Linked DNA regions of Sus scrofa: all the other regions are linked to region 2. Evidence: chromatin contacts called from public HiChIP or PLAC-seq data. All regions are on one chromosome and are shown on one strand. The core of a region is the stretch at or near the end of the contact, and the rest is flanking DNA. Distances in the headings are between cores, read along the strand shown. Region 1 overlaps DTX1 (E3 ubiquitin-protein ligase DTX1). Region 2 overlaps OAS1 (2'-5'-oligoadenylate synthase 1). Region 3 overlaps PLBD2 (putative phospholipase B-like 2).

Region 1 (2,824 bases), core at 248-2,747, 290 kb before region 2:
ACACCAGATTCTTTAACCTGCTAAGCAAGGCCAGGGATCGAACCCACGTCCTCATGGATACTAATCAGATGCTTAATCCACTGAGCTACAACAGGAACTCATATTTAGGGATTTTCAAAATCCAGGCTTGAGAGGGTCCACCTCATTATTAAATGCCTGGTCATGACAATTATAAACGTCATGGGGACCCAAACAAAATCAGTTACTCTCAACTTGCATTCTCCAGCCTCATCATTTGCAGTATTCGGGTAGGTTCATTCATTCATTCATCCATTCAGCTAGCATTTTCCAAGTGCCTACCTCCCTGTGCTCCTGGCTGTGGAGAGATGCTAAGGTGGCTGAAGCCAGTCCAGCCTTTGAGAGGTTTCCGGGCTAGAAGAAACAGATGCCTCAACCTTCAGTGAGCTACGTGCTTTACTGGCGCTCCTGCAAGTGCAAGGTGTGCTATGTGAGTCCCAAGAAGGGAGTGATTCTCCCTGAAGACAGCAGAGATTTTCAGGGGACAGTGCTTGAGCTGAACCATGACAAGTGTGTAGGACTTCAGCAGGGAGGAAAATGGGGTGGTGTGGGTGGAAGGACATGCCAGAGGGAACAGCCTGTGCAAATATGCAGAGGCATAAGCACGTGTGATGTGTTCAGAGAATAGCTAGAAGTTTGGTGCCGTAGGAGTGTGAGGCTTGTGATGGGCCTGGAAGATGAGTTAATGCACTTAGACCGTTCATTCCTAAGGGCACTAGAGAGCTATTGAGGGGTGTTGAGCGGAGGAGAGATGTGGTCAGACTTGAGTCTGTGAGAATGCATGACAGGGTCGAAGGGTGGAAACTGGGACACAGGACAGAGGTTGCTGCAGTAGGGGTGGTGGCAGCGGAAGTGGAGAGAAGTTCAAATCTGGCTGGACTGAATCCCGGCTTAACTTAGTAGCTATGTGATCTGGGGTAAGTCACTTCACTCTCTCTTTGGTATTTGTACAAGGCAACAATAATAATGGTACCTGTTCTATAGAATGTTGTGTAGATTAAGAATTAACATGTGTGGAGTTGCTGTTGTGGCTTAGCAGGTTAAGGACCTGACATAGTGTCCTTGAGGATGCCTCACTCAGTGGGTTAAGGATCCAACACTGCCATGAGCTGTGATGTTGGTTGCAGGTGTGGCTCGGATCTGGCATTGCTGTGGCTGTGGCATAAGCCAGCAGCTGTAGCTCCGATTCGACCCCTAGCCTAGGAACTTCCATATGCCATGGGTGCGGTCCTAACAAAGCAAAGAAAAAAAAAAAAAGAATGAACATGTGAAACACTTAGAACAGTACCTGGCACATAGGAGGCACTCTGTGGGTGTTTACCATGATGATATGATGATGATAATATCTGTTTCACAAACGAGGAAGCAGAGACTTGGGTCAGAGGCAGTTGCCCAACACCACTCAGGGCTCCAGGAGAGAGAGGGCTCTCACTCCTTCCTACCCACTGCATTTCCCTCTTTCAGCTCCTGCTGCTGTGCCAGAGGGTCTGAACCCAAGTGTGTTAAAAGCCAGATGACCCAGAAGCCACACCCACAGCCCATCATGTAGGGATAGCCAGCTTTCAGGTGCTGGCAGCCTCCAGAGCAGGGACATTTTGCAACTGATTTGAAAGTGGCGGCCTCTTCGAGTGCCATGCAGCCCTTTAGCCTTCCCCAGGCCAGGCTGGAGACCCCCTCCCCTCCCCTGCCTGGCTGCCAGCCGACCCTGGGGACCCTGGGCCAGATTCAAACGTGCAGAAACCGCTAATGGGCCGCAGCTCAGTTGACAAGTCCCCTGGGAGCGTTTGGAGGGAAACAACACTGCGGGATTATTGATCACAGGGCAGTGTTGAGGGGGGCACTCTGGGCTCACAGACTGCAGTTTGAATCCCAGCCAGGCCACCGCCCCCAGGTGGACCTCCAAGTCTTCCCAAAGAGCCTCAGTTTCCCCATCTGCCAAATAGTAGTGCACAAGGGAGTTCCTGTTGTGGCTCAGTGGGTTAAGAAACCTACATAATGTCCATGAGAATGCAGGGTCTCACTGGCCTCTCTCAGTGGGTTAAGGACCTGGTGTGGCTGTGGCTGTGGCATAGGCTAGCAGCTGGAGCTCTGAGTCGACCCCTAGCCTGGGAACCTCCATATGCCGCGGGTGCAGCCCTAAAAAAATAAAATAATAAAATAATATCCATACCTCACAAGGCCACGTGAGGATTAAATGAGTTAACATGAGCTTGGGCCACAAAATGTGTTCTCTGAGTGTGAATGATGGTTCTAAAGGCTTCTAGGTTGGGAGAGGAGTCAGTAAACTACCTCAGCAGGCCTGGCATCCAGTCGGTGTTCAAATCAGGCTTCACCCATTGCCCGAGCTCCAGTCACCGGCCTCAGCCTATAGCGGGACTTCCCCAACCTGACAGGACATCCCATGACTGCCTCCCACAGGCCCCCCTTCCCAGGAGGATCTGGGTGCCCCCAAACTGAGGTCACTTCCCTCCAGGAAGCCACCCCCAGAGGGAGCAGTTCATTGTCGGGATTTAGGGCTGGCCCAGTCCAGAAAGGAGCCCTTTGGAGACTAGAGGGGCAGACAGAAGGGCTCAGAGCCTTCCCTGTCTCTATAGAGTCAGTTTCTCCTCAAGGCTAAGAGCTGGGAGCAGAGACACCCACACACAAGCAGAGGGGTCAAATCAGGACCAAGTTCTCCAGGCAGAAACCTCTTCATGGCTAAACAGCTGAGGTAGTGAGTTCCCCATCACTGGGGGTATCCTAGGCTGGGCTACCACTTGTCTGAGTTAAACCCCTTAGAATCGGGAGTTCCCATCGTGGCTGAGTG
Region 2 (3,092 bases), core at 162-2,661:
CGAAGCTGAGGCACGGGGTTCTCCCGTCGTGGACTCTGGACCTCAAACGTCACTTTAAACTTTTGTTCTCTTTGACAGGCTTCCAGCTGTCTCCGAATTTCCTGGATGAATTCTCTCGGCGCCGAAGCTGATCTCAAAACTTTGAGCTTGGTGAGGAAGACGACGAGGTCAGCATCTGATCGCCCCTGAGGGTCGTGCCTTTGCCCGAGGAGCCACCTAAGCAGGTGATGAGAAAGAGAACAGACATCGATTGTTGAGCAGAGCCTCCCTGAGCAAAATGCTGAGCACAGTCGCTAAGAGTCTGGATGCTCGCCCCTGTCCTGAAGGCCTTCCCAGTCTCAACTCCTCGAATGTGCACAAGGACCTGGGACGCCGCTGCTCCTAATAGCTGCTCCCATATCCAGAGAAGGAAACAGACGCTGAGAGAGATGATGTGTCAGCCCCTCACACAGCTAGTAGGGGGCAGAGATGCGGTTCACAGCCTGGTTGCCTTTTCCAGGCCTGTGTTCTGTCCTCCCTGTCTCTTTTGATCCATATCACGAGTGGGTATGCACACTGACTGGCCCATGCAGGTGGGTGACACGCCTTATTTCACTTGATCTGCGAGCCCTAGAAGGTACTGGGACTTATGGTGAGGAAACTGGGACACAGGGAGGTAAGTAAGTGAGTTGCCAGGATTTCACAGCCGGTAGGGGCTGTCTGCCTTCCCAGCTTACGCTCCTCACCAGCTCAGGGCTGTGCAGAAATGGTGATTCCCAGCCCGGTCACTGGTGAGCAGACTGAGGCAAGAGCTGCTGCCCTAGTCCTGTCTCTGAAGTGGGCGCGACAGAGACGGGTCACAAAGTGCACCCGGCATTGGTAGACACTCCCAGATGGAGGCCCTCAGCCCAGAAGCTTGCTTCCTCCTCCAAGCTGTGCTTACGTATTTGTCGTGGAGCAGGCAGAAGCCACAGCCCAGGCACCTCAAGGTCTTGCTGTCTGTCTGTCTGTGTCTGTGGCCAGAGAGACATTCATTTCGCCACCTTCTCCCGGCCAGGCAGTCCCAGACTCACCTTCAACAACTTTGGAGACGCGAACAGGGTCGGCGTCCCTGGAAGCACTCTCCTTCAGGAATCTGCAGACGATGTCGATGGCTTCCTTGACCTGCGTTCGGAAACACGTGTTTGGCAGGAGGTGGTCTTCGATGAATTGTCTAGTCCCTAGCAGGGGTATGCCTCAGCTCCATCAGGACCCTGGGGCAGAGAGTCGGGAGGGGAGTGGAGTTGTGAGTAGGCTGTCTGAAGGTGTTGTCCCTCTGTCTTCTGTTGCTTGTGTTGGGCTTTTGTAGGTTTCCTTTCTGAAGGTGGAGCTCGTCCCTGTGTGTGGGCTGCTATTGGTTCCTTTCCTTGAAGTTGGAGCCCTGCCCTGAGTCTGGGCTGTTGTAAGTTTCATTTCCTTGGGAGGGAGGAGCTCTGTCCTGAGTTTGGTCTGTGCAATCAACACTCCTTGATCCGGGACGCTGTCTGGCTCCAGTTCTTTCCTCCACTATCTCAGACTTTGTGCCTTCATCAGGCAATCCAGACATCTGGTCTTTCTTCAGACTCAACTCTGAAAAGGTACTTTGTAACCTCGGTTGGTACTTCCCCCAAGAGTAATCTGGAGTAACAAGGTATTTTTGGTTTCTCCGTTCTTTTTTTGTTGTCTTTTGAGGTCCATCCCCACCGGCGACATATGGAAGTTCCCAGGTTAGGGCTTGAATTGGACCTGTGGCTGCTGGTCTACACCATAGCCACAGCAATGCCAGATCTGAGCTGGGTCTGCGACCTACACCAGCGCTCAGGGCAATGCCAGATCCTTAACCCACTGAGCAAGCCAGGGATGGAACCCATGTCCTCATGGATCCTAGTCAGGTTCATTACTGCTGAGCCGCAAGAAAAACTCCTCCTTGTCCTTTTTCTTGTTGCTGACGAAACTATTTTATAATCTCCTATGGTCTTTGCAGCAGTGCATGTATATTGCAAACAGAAACAAAGTCAGAGTGATCAGGAAGCATAAAGACCACCCTGGTCCTCAACCTCAAAGAGTACAGCTGCAAGTACTTTGGTGTAGAGTTTTTCAGACATTTTTCTAGATTTACCAACATGTACACACACTCAGAGATCTTTTTCTTTTTAATGTCATGACTATACTTTTAACTTTTTGATTAATAGACTATTTCTTTTCTCCTTTCTTCCTTCCTTCCTTTCTTTTTCTGTCTTTGTAGGGCTGCATCTGCTGCATATGGAGGGTCCCAGGCTAGTGGTGGAATTGCAGCTGTAGCCGCCAGCCTACGCCACAGCCATGACAAGGCGGGAACAAGCCCTGTCTGCCACCTACACCACAGCCACGGCAACAGCAGATCCTTAACCCACTGAGTGAAGCCAGGGATAGAACCCGAAACCTCATGGTTCCTAGTTGGATTTGTTAACCACTGAGCCACCAACGGGAACTCCTCCTAGACTTTATTTCTTAAAGCAGTTTTACAATTCCAAGTGTCCCCAGGTGTGCAGCTTTGAACCCATATCCTCACAGAGACAACTTTGGGTCCTTAATCCACTGAGTCACAAGGGAATGCCTATCTATTCTTTTTTCATTGAAGTATAGTCGATTACAACATTGTGTTGGTGTCAGGTGTATAGCAAAGTGATTCAGTTCTACATATATATATATTACAATATTATAAGATATTGAATATATTTCCTGTGCTAGTTACCTATTTCATATGGAATAGCGTGCATCTGTTGCTGCCTCATGTTTAGAAAAATAGATTCACAAACCTTGTCATGAGTAGAACCTGTGAGCCTGGCCGGTGTTCTGTAAGAATGTGTTGCCTCCAAATTGTGAACATTGTTGTTTATTCATGGTCATGGCTGATTATGACCCAGCTATCTCGCTCCAAGAGGGATTCTAAGATCTCCTCCCATGAAGAACGGAGGCTCTGTGTTAATAGACTTTAGAACTAAGGGAGATTGCTGTTCAGAAACACGAGAGAGACAGAGGGAGAGGAAGAGGCCCTGACATAGGACAAAGGTTGAGACGCCTTGCGGCTGGGAGCACTCACCCAGGGCATCAAA
Region 3 (2,763 bases), core at 53-2,552, 320 kb before region 2:
TGAAGTTCATGCTTCTGGAATTCATCCACAGGGGATCCGAGGAGGTTCTGTGCTGTTTCATGTACTCGAGAAGCAAGAAGCTGAGCTGGAGGAGGTCACATGGGGCTTTGGCTATGAGTTCATCCTGGGAAAACTCCCTCCTGGGTCAGCCTCCAGGACAGGTACCAGCAGAGGGTCCATGTGCCCAACATGACATCCGTGGAGATTGAGAACCTAACCTCTGAGGACAGTGGGTCGTACAGGGCTTGAGGGAGCTGCACTGGAGGACTAGAATTTACCTGGCTTTTCCACCTCACTGTGTATGGTATGTGATCTCCCTCACCCCAGTTCCTTGCCTTATCTCCTTTTGTGCTAGGAGGGTCACGTAGGCTTCATTTTGTTGGATTTCATTAAAACTCCAACCTTAAGATTCTGTTTTCTCCCCTGATAATAAGGTATGTAAGTTAGCCACAAAAGGAGAACAGAATTGAAATTCACAGGTAGGGAGAAAATCATTCAGTGTTTTGGGAGAAGAAAATGGAAATTTGAGGAAAATGGGAATTTTTGTAATAACGCTGTTCTTTCTAAAACTGGGTTGGAGTTCCCACTGTGATGCAGCGGTTAATGAATCTGACCAGTAACCATGAGGTTGCTGGTTCGATCCCCGGCCTCGCCCAGTGGGCCAAGGATCCAGCGTTGCCCCAAGCCGTGGTGTAGGCCACAGATGCGGCTCAGATCCTGAGTTGCTGTGGCTCCGGCATAGGCCGGCGGCTACAGCTCCAATTAGACCCTAGCCTCGGAACCTCCACATGCCGTCTGGGTCTGACATCTCATTAGCACATGGAAGTCAGCCATATGGTTCTAGAAACCCACTGCATATATGGGCAGATTACTGTCAGGCCCTTCTGGACGTCTCAGGAGGGCCCGATTTTCCTCAGCTCTGGTCAGAAATGCTGCTGTGAACAAGGACCCTCACCTGCATGTGCGAGGGTGCTATGAGCACCAGTCACAGGATGGGTCCCTTACTTCGGCCTCGGTGGCAGAAAAGAAAAGAAAAGGAAAAAAAAAAAAAAAAAGAGCTAACAGTGGTGATATATGGAAAGAAAGAATGGGGGCTCCGTTTATCTTCCATATCCCTTCTCGCCTTTCCAAACTGCTCCAATTTTTCCATGAAAAATTAAAGTACTTGTATAATAATTCCAAAAATGTAAAAGAGAAGAGCCACATGACTCCTTCAAGCTGGACAGAAATGAAAAGGACATGTGAGAGTGACAATTCCCCCCCACATACACCCCATCCCCCAGCCAGGCTGCAGTACCGCAGATACAGGATTAGTCACTCACTGCCCTTGTCCAAGAGAAAGTCTCCTGCAATTCTAAAGGGCAGCTGAGGTGATTCGCTTCCCCCCCCTTTTTTTTTTTTTGCCATGCCAGCAACATGAGGAAGTTCCCAGGCCAGAGATCGAACCTGAGCCACAGCAGTGACTCAAGCCACAGCAGTGATAAAATGCCGGATCCTTAACTGCTAGGCCACCAGGAACTCCATGGATGATTCGGTTTGGATGGGGTTTATTCACTTGGCCTAAGTCCTAGGTGGGTTTCTGCCTACCCTTCCCATTCATGAGGGGATTTCAGTGCTGGATCCCCTGAGCTGCTCTCCAGGGCTCCCTCTGCTGCCTCGGGCCCTGAGCCCTAATCAGTTTTTTCAAGGACTCTGAAAAGCTGTCACAGAGATGAGGCAGCTGCCAATGGCCACCTGTAGTAAGTGTCCAGACAGAGATCTGAACCTAGATCTCCCCGATGAGAAGCCTGAAACCTTGCCTCACACCACACCTCCTTACTCTTCCAGCCTCAGCTGCCCCACCTGTGAAATGGGAAGACCTGGACATCAGCCAATGGCTTTGGGAATCCTTTACTGCTGTGCTGGCTGGCAACTCTGAGAAACTCTACCCTACTTCCTGGCCAAAATGAAACAACAACAACACATACAAACAAACAAAAACATCACTGAGGGGGAGTTCCTGTCGTGGCTTGGAGGAAACAAATCTGACTAGTATCCATGAAGGTGCAGATTCAATCCCTGCCCTCGCTCAGTGGGTTAAGGATCCTGTGTTGCCTTGAACTGTGGTGTAGGTTGCAGACAGGGCTCAGATCATCTGTTGCTGTGGCTGTGGCGTAGGCCGGCAGCTACACCTCTGATTTGACCCGCTGGCCTGGGAACTTCCATATACCAGGGGTGCGGCTCAAAAAAAAAAAAAAAAACAAAAATCACTGAGAAGAGTGTTTCTAAAGCAAAATGCCTCCATTAGACTGTTCTTGATTTAGAGATCATGTCCTTCTGGCTTGTTTGGTTTTAAAATAGCTGATCATCTATTAGATAAAATGGGCAGAGATCGATAAATATTGTTCTGGTTTGTTTTTAATGCACTTGCTTGACAAAAATAAAAAGTCAGCTGCACTGAATCTTGTTTGTCCAGTCTTCTTCTTTTTTTTTTTTTTTTTTTTTTTCTGGTCAGTCTAGGGGCCACACTGGGATTTTATGTCAGGGGCAGCTATTCCTCTGAGGTGACTTCAGGGTCTAATGAAAAGGCGAACCATTCTTGTGAGATGAGCAGGGGGTCACAAACCTCCCTTTGTCCCCATTGCCCCTTCAGTGTACAGTGAACCCTGGACACCCTCTATCATGTGGGCTGTACCACCTTATCTGTGGCTATCACTCCTTTCCCATACGTGATGGTACAAGTTTATTTTCTGTGACTTTTCAAAGAAACAGCTGGGTGGTATT

What was found. HiChIP or PLAC-seq counts read pairs in DNA pulled down with a chosen protein or histone mark.
Region 1: a contact with region 2 is called in an H3K27ac HiChIP or PLAC-seq map of alveolar macrophages. The contact joins two enhancer-like sites. A contact is called at or near these places in 1 of 5 promoter capture datasets (fetal skeletal muscle) and 1 of 2 datasets of contacts at active chromatin or transcription factors (alveolar macrophages).
Region 3: a contact with region 2 is called in an H3K27ac HiChIP or PLAC-seq map of alveolar macrophages. The contact joins two enhancer-like sites. A contact is called at or near these places in 2 of 2 datasets of contacts at active chromatin or transcription factors (alveolar macrophages and skeletal muscle).

Annotation. Positions count from the first base shown.
Region 1 is chr14:38,570,439-38,573,262 of Sscrofa11.1, forward strand. All of the region lies in intron 2 of DTX1 (E3 ubiquitin-protein ligase DTX1), which reads left to right. Among named protein-coding and RNA genes, the nearest start is that of DTX1, 12 kb to the left of the region's middle. Within about 2 kb of position 1,498, at least 3 of the 83 cell types and tissues checked have an H3K27ac peak or open chromatin away from gene starts, as enhancers often do. A contact at or near this core is called in alveolar macrophages, where this site is marked.
Region 2 is chr14:38,857,715-38,860,806 of Sscrofa11.1, forward strand. It overlaps OAS1 (2'-5'-oligoadenylate synthase 1), which reads right to left. Exons shown (of 14, transcript XM_021073680.1): 8 at 3,080-3,092. Among named protein-coding and RNA genes, the nearest start is that of OAS1, 8.2 kb to the right of the region's middle. Within about 2 kb of position 1,412, at least 40 of the 83 cell types and tissues checked have an H3K27ac peak or open chromatin away from gene starts, as enhancers often do. A contact at or near this core is called in alveolar macrophages, where this site is marked.
Region 3 is chr14:38,537,844-38,540,606 of Sscrofa11.1, forward strand. All of the region lies in intron 1 of PLBD2 (putative phospholipase B-like 2), which reads right to left. Among named protein-coding and RNA genes, the nearest start is that of PLBD2, 4.4 kb to the right of the region's middle. Within about 2 kb of position 1,303, at least 4 of the 83 cell types and tissues checked have an H3K27ac peak or open chromatin away from gene starts, as enhancers often do. A contact at or near this core is called in alveolar macrophages, where this site is marked.